3 separate regions of the Hordeum vulgare genome follow, and regions 1 and 3 are each linked to region 2. The links are chromatin contacts, called in public Hi-C maps. All regions are on one chromosome and are shown on one strand. Each heading gives the region's core, a stretch centred on a gene start, on an enhancer-like site or on the middle of the called end of the contact. The rest is flanking DNA. Distances are from core to core; before and after follow the strand shown.

Region 1 (2,700 bases), core at 173-2,672, 350 kb after region 2:
CCATTACTGTATGATTCTTTCATTTTGCCAAGAGAAAATAGGACAAGAATATTGACAAACTGCTTCTAATGTGTCATCTATGAAAGACAGAAAGATAAGACAAACACTAACCTCGTGCTGCCGCTTCCTCTCTTCTTTTCAATTCCTAGTAAATATAATTAATATGGGGGAATCAGAACCTGATAAAACTTTTGGCTCAGATCAACTATGTAAATAGTGCCAGGAATACTGTGTGCAGATAAAAAACTGAATTTAAAAGATAGCCAACAACGCGAGATGATTGAAATAAACTTCACGAAATTAGTTCACACTGAAGACAGTTATTAACATCAACTAACAAGCCCCAAATATACTCTGCTAATGACTTATCGTAATAGAATAGCCAAATTAAAGAGTAATATAACTGCACAAATATGCATTGTACCTTCTCCCTCTTGTTCAACTCTGCTTCCCTCGCTTGCAGCTCCTTTTCTCTTTTCTTCAGGTCCTGGAGCATTCAGAAAGACGCATTAATTGGAAGCCCTGGGTATCATTGTCCTTCTAGCTGACGTTCTCATAGGCGCATGCATTTTGCAGCTGCAAAGACTAAGCTGCACAACCACACATACCTTTGAAGACTCAAGAGGGATATCCACTGTGGCACTGAAATCTGCAGGTTCCGGGGGAAGGGGCGAAAGCCGGGAATTCGAAGAGGGAGCAACGTTTCTGGGATTCTACATTACAGTTAAAATCAACGGACCGCAGTGGTGAGTAGCCAGCAGTCCAGGGCAAATTTAACCCCAAATTCAATGGTGAGCAGAACAACGAATACCGTACCGGCATGTAGAACGCGCCGCCGCCGCCATAGTTGGACTGGCCGCCAGCTTTGCCTCGCGCTTGTTCCTGCCAAGAAACCACCCACAAAATTTAGTTCGGAGGGCATACAGGAGGGTTTTGGCACCAATGCCTCATCAAAGTGCGAATCCCCCCAGAACAAGCGTTGGTGATGGCGAGATTGGACGAAGAGGGAAACCTATTAGATGAGATCTGCCCCTAGTCAGATCCGAACACAAACGGACGCCTTGCGCCGCCCACGGCAACGAGAAGGAAACTAGATCCGCTGCATCGGGGGCAATGGCGGAACGGGATAAAGGGAGAGATGGCGTGGCGTGGCGTGGCATGGGGGGGTTGGCTCCTTACCGAGAAAGGGTTCACGTCCTCCTCCTCCTCGAAAGGGTTGCCGCCATCGTAGCGGCCCGCCATGTCCCTCCCTCACGCCCCGGCGCGCTTGCTTGCACCACCGACAATGGCGATTGAGAAAGGGGGAGACGATGAGTCCTGGCAGATACAGGAGGGCACGCACGGTTGCACTGCACCGCCCCCCGCCAGTTGGGCCAGATATGTGTGACGGCGACGACTTTGCCACTTGAGCCGCACACGCCGAAACTGCTCGTGGACCGAACTTCGTTTTTTTTAACACACTAGGGCCTCTTTGATTTGTAGGATTTTAAAAACATTGAAATAAAAAAATAAAGGGTTGGAGTGGCATGTCCATTTCAACCCTGTAGAATTAGTAAGGAGTGTTTGATGCCACACGTAAAACAAAGAAATTGTAAAAAAAAAGTTGAAGTGGATGTTATATTTTCTATGAAATGTAGTACGAAAGATTTCATAAAAAAATTCCTATAGGATTCAATCCAATAAATCAAAAGATCAATATAGAAAATATTCCTAAGGATTTTAGTCCTTCAAAAATTCTATAGAATTCCTTTGAATCAAAGGAGCCTTACACAGTCAAGCGCTCATATACACGATCATACACTCATTCTATGAATGCATACACATACATCCTATCACTATAAACACATTTGAGAGACTGAGTTGTCATATCATCTTCAAATTTACGAAATCACAATAGATGCCTCATCGTCAACAAAAATGTGTCCTACCACTGGATGCGCGTCGTCGGAAATCCTGAAATAAATTCAGAAATAAATACGAGCACGAGAACTTGAACCCTCGTGGACTCCGAATACCACGATCCCTCTAACCATTCAACCACATGTTGGTTCGCAACCAAACTTCGGTTTATTTTGGTTCCTCTACGTCACTTTGATGATATTTATTATTATTATTTTGTCAAGCATTATCAACGGTGGAGGACATGCCGACAAGTGTCTCTGTACTTTTCGCTAGCGATCTTAGTGAGCGAGTGTGAGTTATGGAATCATGGGGTTCCGTTTAAAAAAACAAAAAAACGGAGATTTGATACAAAGGTAAGGGCATGTTTGGTTGGAATCCACACCTTTGCATGAAGGCGGCACGCGGCAGCGGCGCTTCCACTTAAACGGGGGGCTTAACCGCTAACCCATGGGCCCCGTTGGCACGTTCTCCTCCCACCTCCCGCCAGAGCAGGGGAGAGGCACAGAAGCCCGGCCGAGCGTGCGCCGGCGCCCGCTTCGGTGGCTCCAGCCACCTTTGGTGCCCGTCCAGCCATCCGGCGGGCTTGGGGCAAAGAGTTGCACCCTCCTCGGGCCATTGCTAACTCGGGATGCGCCAGATTGAGTGCATGATCTGCCATGACGGACCCCGACGATGTCGGCCACGAAATTTGTTCCACCGGCCGCCGAGGGGTGGAATGGGGCACGAGGCACGATTTAGAGGTGGTGGTGATGTTCTGGCGCGGTCTTAGGCAGAGGAGGTCGTCAGGCTTAGAAGAAT
Region 2 (2,700 bases), core at 78-2,577:
ACCCCTAAAGAAGCATTCACTGGCTACCCAAGTGGCATTTGTAATAATTTTATGCTTACAGTATAACCAAATAAAGTCTCCAAGAAAAACATACATGTTTGCGTGCACCATTCTTTACAATCCACACTTTCTTCTCATTCGCTTGCTTGTCTGAAATGTACCGATTGTAGTCATCCCAGGCCTCTTTGGTTGCCGAAACGGCAAAAATTACTATAAGTGGGCCCCATGTGCTTGCAGGATTTACAGGAGTAATAAGTGACCACAGTTGGAGACATGCTATCAATAAGAAATATTGATTCATGAAACGCCTGAAACACCAAATCAAGCATTAGTTCTACAAAGTACAGGCAACACAACTTCAGTCAGGGCTTCTCCACCAAGAGAGCCAGAAAGGTACTCCCATTTCTGAAGTCAATACAGAATGAATGCTAATAGAAAATACGAACCTGAATTGCTCCCATAGATTCTTGGGCAGGAAGTTCCATAAGGTATACTTTGTGTTAGAAATCTGGTTATCACAGTAATCATTCTGGTAAGATTCGTCATTTATGTAGACAAAGCGCTTCATTGCTAGAAACAACCATGCACTCTATTGTAATTTGTCCCCTTTGATTATCCGCGTGAAATCAGCTGAGCACTCCTGCTACAAAATTAAAGAGCGCCAGCTTAAGAATGACAGCAAAACGGAAGTTCCAAGTGAATCAGCATCGATCTATACAAACTGCCGGCAGTTTATTAGTCAACATCGAGCAAGGGGGAAAGGAATTTTTCTAAGACAGATAGAATTCAGCACAGTTGATTTCAAGCTACCATGGGATCTGTACCTATGACTATGGTGGTTTGCTCAGGCAGCATCCAACTGAGCTAACATTCATTAGTATATGCATTCGATCTGCAAAGCTGAGTAAGCGAGTTACGAATGAAATCATCTACGGCTATGCAGAACCCATCCGTCGATCTGGTCATTTCACAACCACCGCCTAATGTTAAACGAGAGCTTCCCTATCGAAATTCTGAACATCACTGTCCATGTCGGTTTCGTTTCCGATCGCCCGCGCCCGATCTAGTCCTGCGCGTGCGGGCGTAAGGATAGCGCGGGATCGCACGGATCGGCGGAGGTTTAGGGGAGAGAGATGAGGTGGTGATCATATACCGGATGAGCCCAGATCTACGACGAGGTCGGCTGCAACGGCGGCGGACGGCGGCGAAGGCGATGGTGGACGGAGTTGCGGAGGGGTGGAGCAAGGTGGGGAGTAGTATCCCGGGTTAGACGGGGTGGAGCCGTTGAAGCGGGACGCGGTTCGTCTGACGCACCCGGCCCGGTCGGACGAAACGGGTCCGACTTCCGACCCTACAAAAGCCGGGAGAAGACGCCAGGCGCCGCCCCACCGCCCTGCCCCCGCTCCGTTGCTCCCCCTCCGGGCTCCTCCCACCCAGGCCCCCACCTATATCCAGGGCCAGACGCTACCATCCGGCCTACTTTGAAGTCCAAGTTTAACCCATCTGTTGAAAAACCGGTCAGTTTGGGGGCCATAGCCCGTACCTTTTTCTTAAAATCTCAATATGTTAAGCCCAAGCCCTGTCCGGCCCTGCTAGTGGGCTCAAAACTCACGCATAAGTCCGGCCCATGGGCAAGCCCATAGGGCCTAGACCATGGATGTTAGGCCCGGGCCTGGGCGGACCGGGTCGGAGATGGTCAGGTATACTCCCGCCTCACAGCCGGACAAACAGGGTAATTTCTGTTTCTAAGCCACTATCAAATATTCTTGTGTGTTGTAATGGAAAAAAATAAATATTGTAAAGGTTAAATTTAAATGATCAAATATCAAAATCTCTCACATTCAAGTTTTTCACTGCACCTGCAAAATCAAGTTAAAAGGCGAATATCCAATTCAAAACCCGGGATCATCTGCACCCGGTTAGAAAAAATTCAAAAATTCCAATTTTTTTATGCAAGGTAGCAAAATTGGTGCGTGTGGTGGGCTTCAAATTTCACACCATATATACATTCGAGTAGCTCTAGAAAAAAAAGACAAATTGGGTCCAAACAATACAAGAACGGTACACTTTTAACACACCTCAAATTTGTCTTTTTTGGCGAGAGCTACTCGGACGTCCAAATAATTTAAAATTTGGAGCGAACATCACGCATCAAATCTCTACCATGACAAAAAATGGATTTTTTTGAACTTTTTTAGTATTTGTTTTAAAAGGATAGTTGTTTTCATATTGTTGTATACTCCTCACAAATTTTAAAATTTATCTCTTTTATCAATAACCTCTACTATGATATGAGTCGCATCAACAAAAAATTCCACTTAATCATCTGATTAACCTTTTTTAACAAACAATTTATACATGCAAAAGAACAATAAAGAAAGTTGAAAAGTTTACCACCCTCCCAAACAACACCGTAAATATTGTTGTCTCGGGTAGTGAAATAGCAAGAATTACCGTGGAGCAATTGCCCAATTAGCGGAAGGGACAATTGCATCTTTGTCCCTAGTTGGTTCCCATCCCCGGATTTTGCCCTTACTTTTCAGGTATATTCGGTTTTGCCCTTAGTTTTTCTCCTTTGTTTGCTCGAATGCCCTTCTGTTGCGGCTCCGCTTCATCAGCGTCGTTTGACCGTGACGGCTCGGTGTTTTGGACACCGGTTGCCCGTGGGATTTCCTTACAAGTGGGTCCCACATAGAGTGG
Region 3 (2,700 bases), core at 150-2,649, 270 kb after region 2:
TGCCAGGAGTGGGATGACGACGGTCTTGAGCCTGGGGTTGCCTTCCACCTGCTGCTCCAGCAATCACGGTGTCGTTGCTGTTGTCGCCCCACTTTTCGGATCCGCGTGCACCTCCTTGCTCCATCGCATTTGCATCCCATCTCGCCTTGTCAGACGACCCATGGCGTGGATCAATGTTGGAGGAGCCGTCGTCGTCCTTGTCGCGCATCCACACCATGCTGCGACCCCGCCACCACCACCACGCTCGCGACCACCGCCGCGACCAAAGCGACCACCACCACGCCCGAATCTCCCTTCCCCGCCCCCATCTCCTCGATTGAAGCGGTTGCCTCCATCGCGCCCCGCCATGGACTGCGTCCGCGGAGGCGAAGCAACCACTTGCGCGAACGACCTCTGATCCCCTCCCACTTTTCCTTCCCACCAGCCGAAAGTAGAGGAAAGCCTAGGAGAGCTCCAGAAATGACTGAAAAGGGAGTCGAGATCTAGATCGGAAGTGGATGTGGCGAGGGGCGGTGCGGGGATGGTGGTGGGGGGCGGGGTGAGCGGATAAGTAGTCTCTCCCTCTCTCTCTCCTGTAGCATCGGGGCCCCCAAGTGTCTCGACCGCATCTGCAGGGCGCGTCGTGGGTTTGGGCCCAAGAATCCCCGGGTCGAGCGACCGGGCGGTACATGGGCTCCACGCAAGGAGACGTGCACGCGCCCGATAGTCACTGCCCGCTCGGACGGTGGCGCCGGCGATGAGGATCGCCGCTCGGACCGTGTCGTCGCACCCAGGGAGGGCGACGATGAGATCGCCATCTTCATTTCGAGAACGTCCAAAGAATTTGAACTCCGCCGTGTCCTATAATTATTCCATCTTGAGTATCATATCATGATATCGTATCATATTAAATGATGTGTTACTATGTATCTTACGTGACAATAAATAAACTATCTTATAATACTAACATATGATACTATGTATTACGAATGTGATATTATAGACATGATACTTAGTAGTATATGATACCACCCGTTACAACCAGCCCAAAGCAAAAAGCTACGAGAGATGGGCTTACGGTCATGCAACCATCGATCGATCATAGTTCCTTCCCATTTCCTACAACGATACATCTGGCCAGCTGCGTTCGGGTCAAGACTCGAGACGGCCTGCGTGCACGGGAGCCGAACCGGCCCGCCCGCCGTCCGCGAGTATCTCAGCACGGATGGGGCAGCCGGTACGTGACAGCTAGCGCTGACCGGGTCATAACCAAGCAGGGCATGCATGCAGTGTCGAGGAAGAAAAGGAAAGAAGAATTGATTGCTCAACCGCGGATCCCCACAGCAGAATTAACAGGGGCTTCGTTCGTTTCTTCTTGCTGCGCAAGCCAAGGCTCCGGCAAGTCGGGGGGAAAGTAAATATACTCTCGCTCTCCTCTCCAAGACACACGCGACTCTTTCTCTCCTCCAGATCCTTCCGCTTTCCTTTTCGCTCTTGAGAGAAAACTCCCTTTCCACACGCGCCGATCCGGTGATCGGGACGCGCGCCTTGGCTTCTTCCTCTTCGCCCATGGCGGGCCCTGCGACGACGACCACGACCACGACGTCTCCGCCCTGCTGATTCGATCGCCTTCTCCCGGTAATCCTCCGACTCTTGCCTCGCTGTTTCTCCCTCTCCTTCTTCTAGTGCGTCGGCCGTGCCTTCGCACGGAAGCCGTGACGCACGGGGCTCGGAATCATCAAACGAGGCGGCGGCGGCGGCGGCGGCATGGACTCGCCCTGTTCTAGTAGCTGGTGGTCTCCTTCGCCTTGGGGTTTCCCAGTTCCTCGCCGTTGATCTATATATTCTCTTGCATTTTTGTTATTGGTTTCTATGCATTGCTGTGTATGCTGACTCATGTGCGGGTTGGATGATTTGCTTTGCTCATCCAAGTCTTCTTCCCGAATCTTCGCAGTGACATCTGCAGCAACTCACACGAGATACAGGCGGGTAGAAGCAGCGCGGTACGCACGCTTCGATGCCTTTGTCTAGGATCGCGAGGGGCTCGCAGCTGTCGCAGTCGCTCTCGAGGATCGCGTCCGAGGGCGGCTTGTCCACGCCGGCGGCGTCCGCGCTGCGCAATGCCGCGGCGCTGGGGCAAGGAAGCCGCCACGCTGCGTCGTCGTTCCACAGCCTCGCGTGCGTCGGCCTCGCCGACAAGTGCGGCGCCGGCGCGGTGGCCAATCTCTACGGCCCGAGCAGAGGCATCAGCGCGACGCCCGCGAGGCTGCTCCCCGCGGCAGCAGAGGCCTTGGCGGCGGAGTGCTCCCACACCGACCCCGCTGCGGCGACGGCGGTCTTGCCGGACCTGGGCCCAACGGGCCTCAAGCAGAAGCCCCGCGTCGTGGTGCTCGGCTCCGGGTGGGCGGCCTGCCGGTTCCTCAAGGACGTGGACACCTCGGCCTACGACGTGGTGTGCGTGTCCCCGAGGAACCACATGGTGTTCACGCCGCTGCTGGCGTCGACGTGCGTCGGCACCCTGGAGTTCCGGTCCGTGGTGGAGCCCGTCAGCCGCATCCAGCCGGCGCTCTCCACTCGCCCCGGATCATACTTCTTCCTCGCCAACTGCACCGGCATCGACACGCGCAAGCACGAGGTGTACTGCACGGTGGCGGCCGGCGACGAGCAGCTGCCCGCCAACCCCTACCGCTTCAGGGTGGCCTACGACAAGCTTGTGATCGC

What was found. Hi-C and Micro-C count contacts between places; a contact is called where the count stands out from the background.
Region 1: a contact with region 2 is called in a Hi-C map of seedling, with 3 times the contacts expected there. The contact joins the promoter of LOC123425680 here to the promoter of LOC123425685 in region 2. A contact is called at or near these places in 2 of 6 Hi-C or Micro-C datasets (leaf and seedling).
Region 3: a Hi-C map of seedling shows a contact between it and region 2, with 2.8 times the contacts expected there. The contact joins the promoter of LOC123429851 here to the promoter of LOC123425685 in region 2. A contact is called at or near these places in 2 of 6 Hi-C or Micro-C datasets (leaf and seedling).

Annotation. Positions count from the first base shown.
Region 1 is chr2H:164,442,801-164,445,500 of MorexV3_pseudomolecules_assembly, reverse strand. LOC123425680 (secretory carrier-associated membrane protein 1) reads right to left here and starts at 1,422. Exons shown (of 13, transcript XM_045109387.1): 1 at 1,180-1,422; 2 at 817-882; 3 at 609-713; 4 at 425-487; 5 at 112-145. The coding sequence starts at 1,242.
Region 2 is chr2H:164,787,767-164,790,466 of MorexV3_pseudomolecules_assembly, reverse strand. LOC123425685 (phospholipid-transporting ATPase 2-like) reads right to left here and starts at 1,327. Exons shown (of 25, transcript XM_045109393.1): 1 at 1,154-1,327; 2 at 447-640; 3 at 95-308. The coding sequence starts at 568.
Region 3 is chr2H:164,515,108-164,517,807 of MorexV3_pseudomolecules_assembly, reverse strand. It overlaps LOC123429851 (internal alternative NAD(P)H-ubiquinone oxidoreductase A1, mitochondrial-like), which reads left to right and starts at 1,399. Exons shown (of 6, transcript XM_045113826.1): 1 at 1,399-1,617; 2 at 1,934-2,700. The coding sequence starts at 1,997.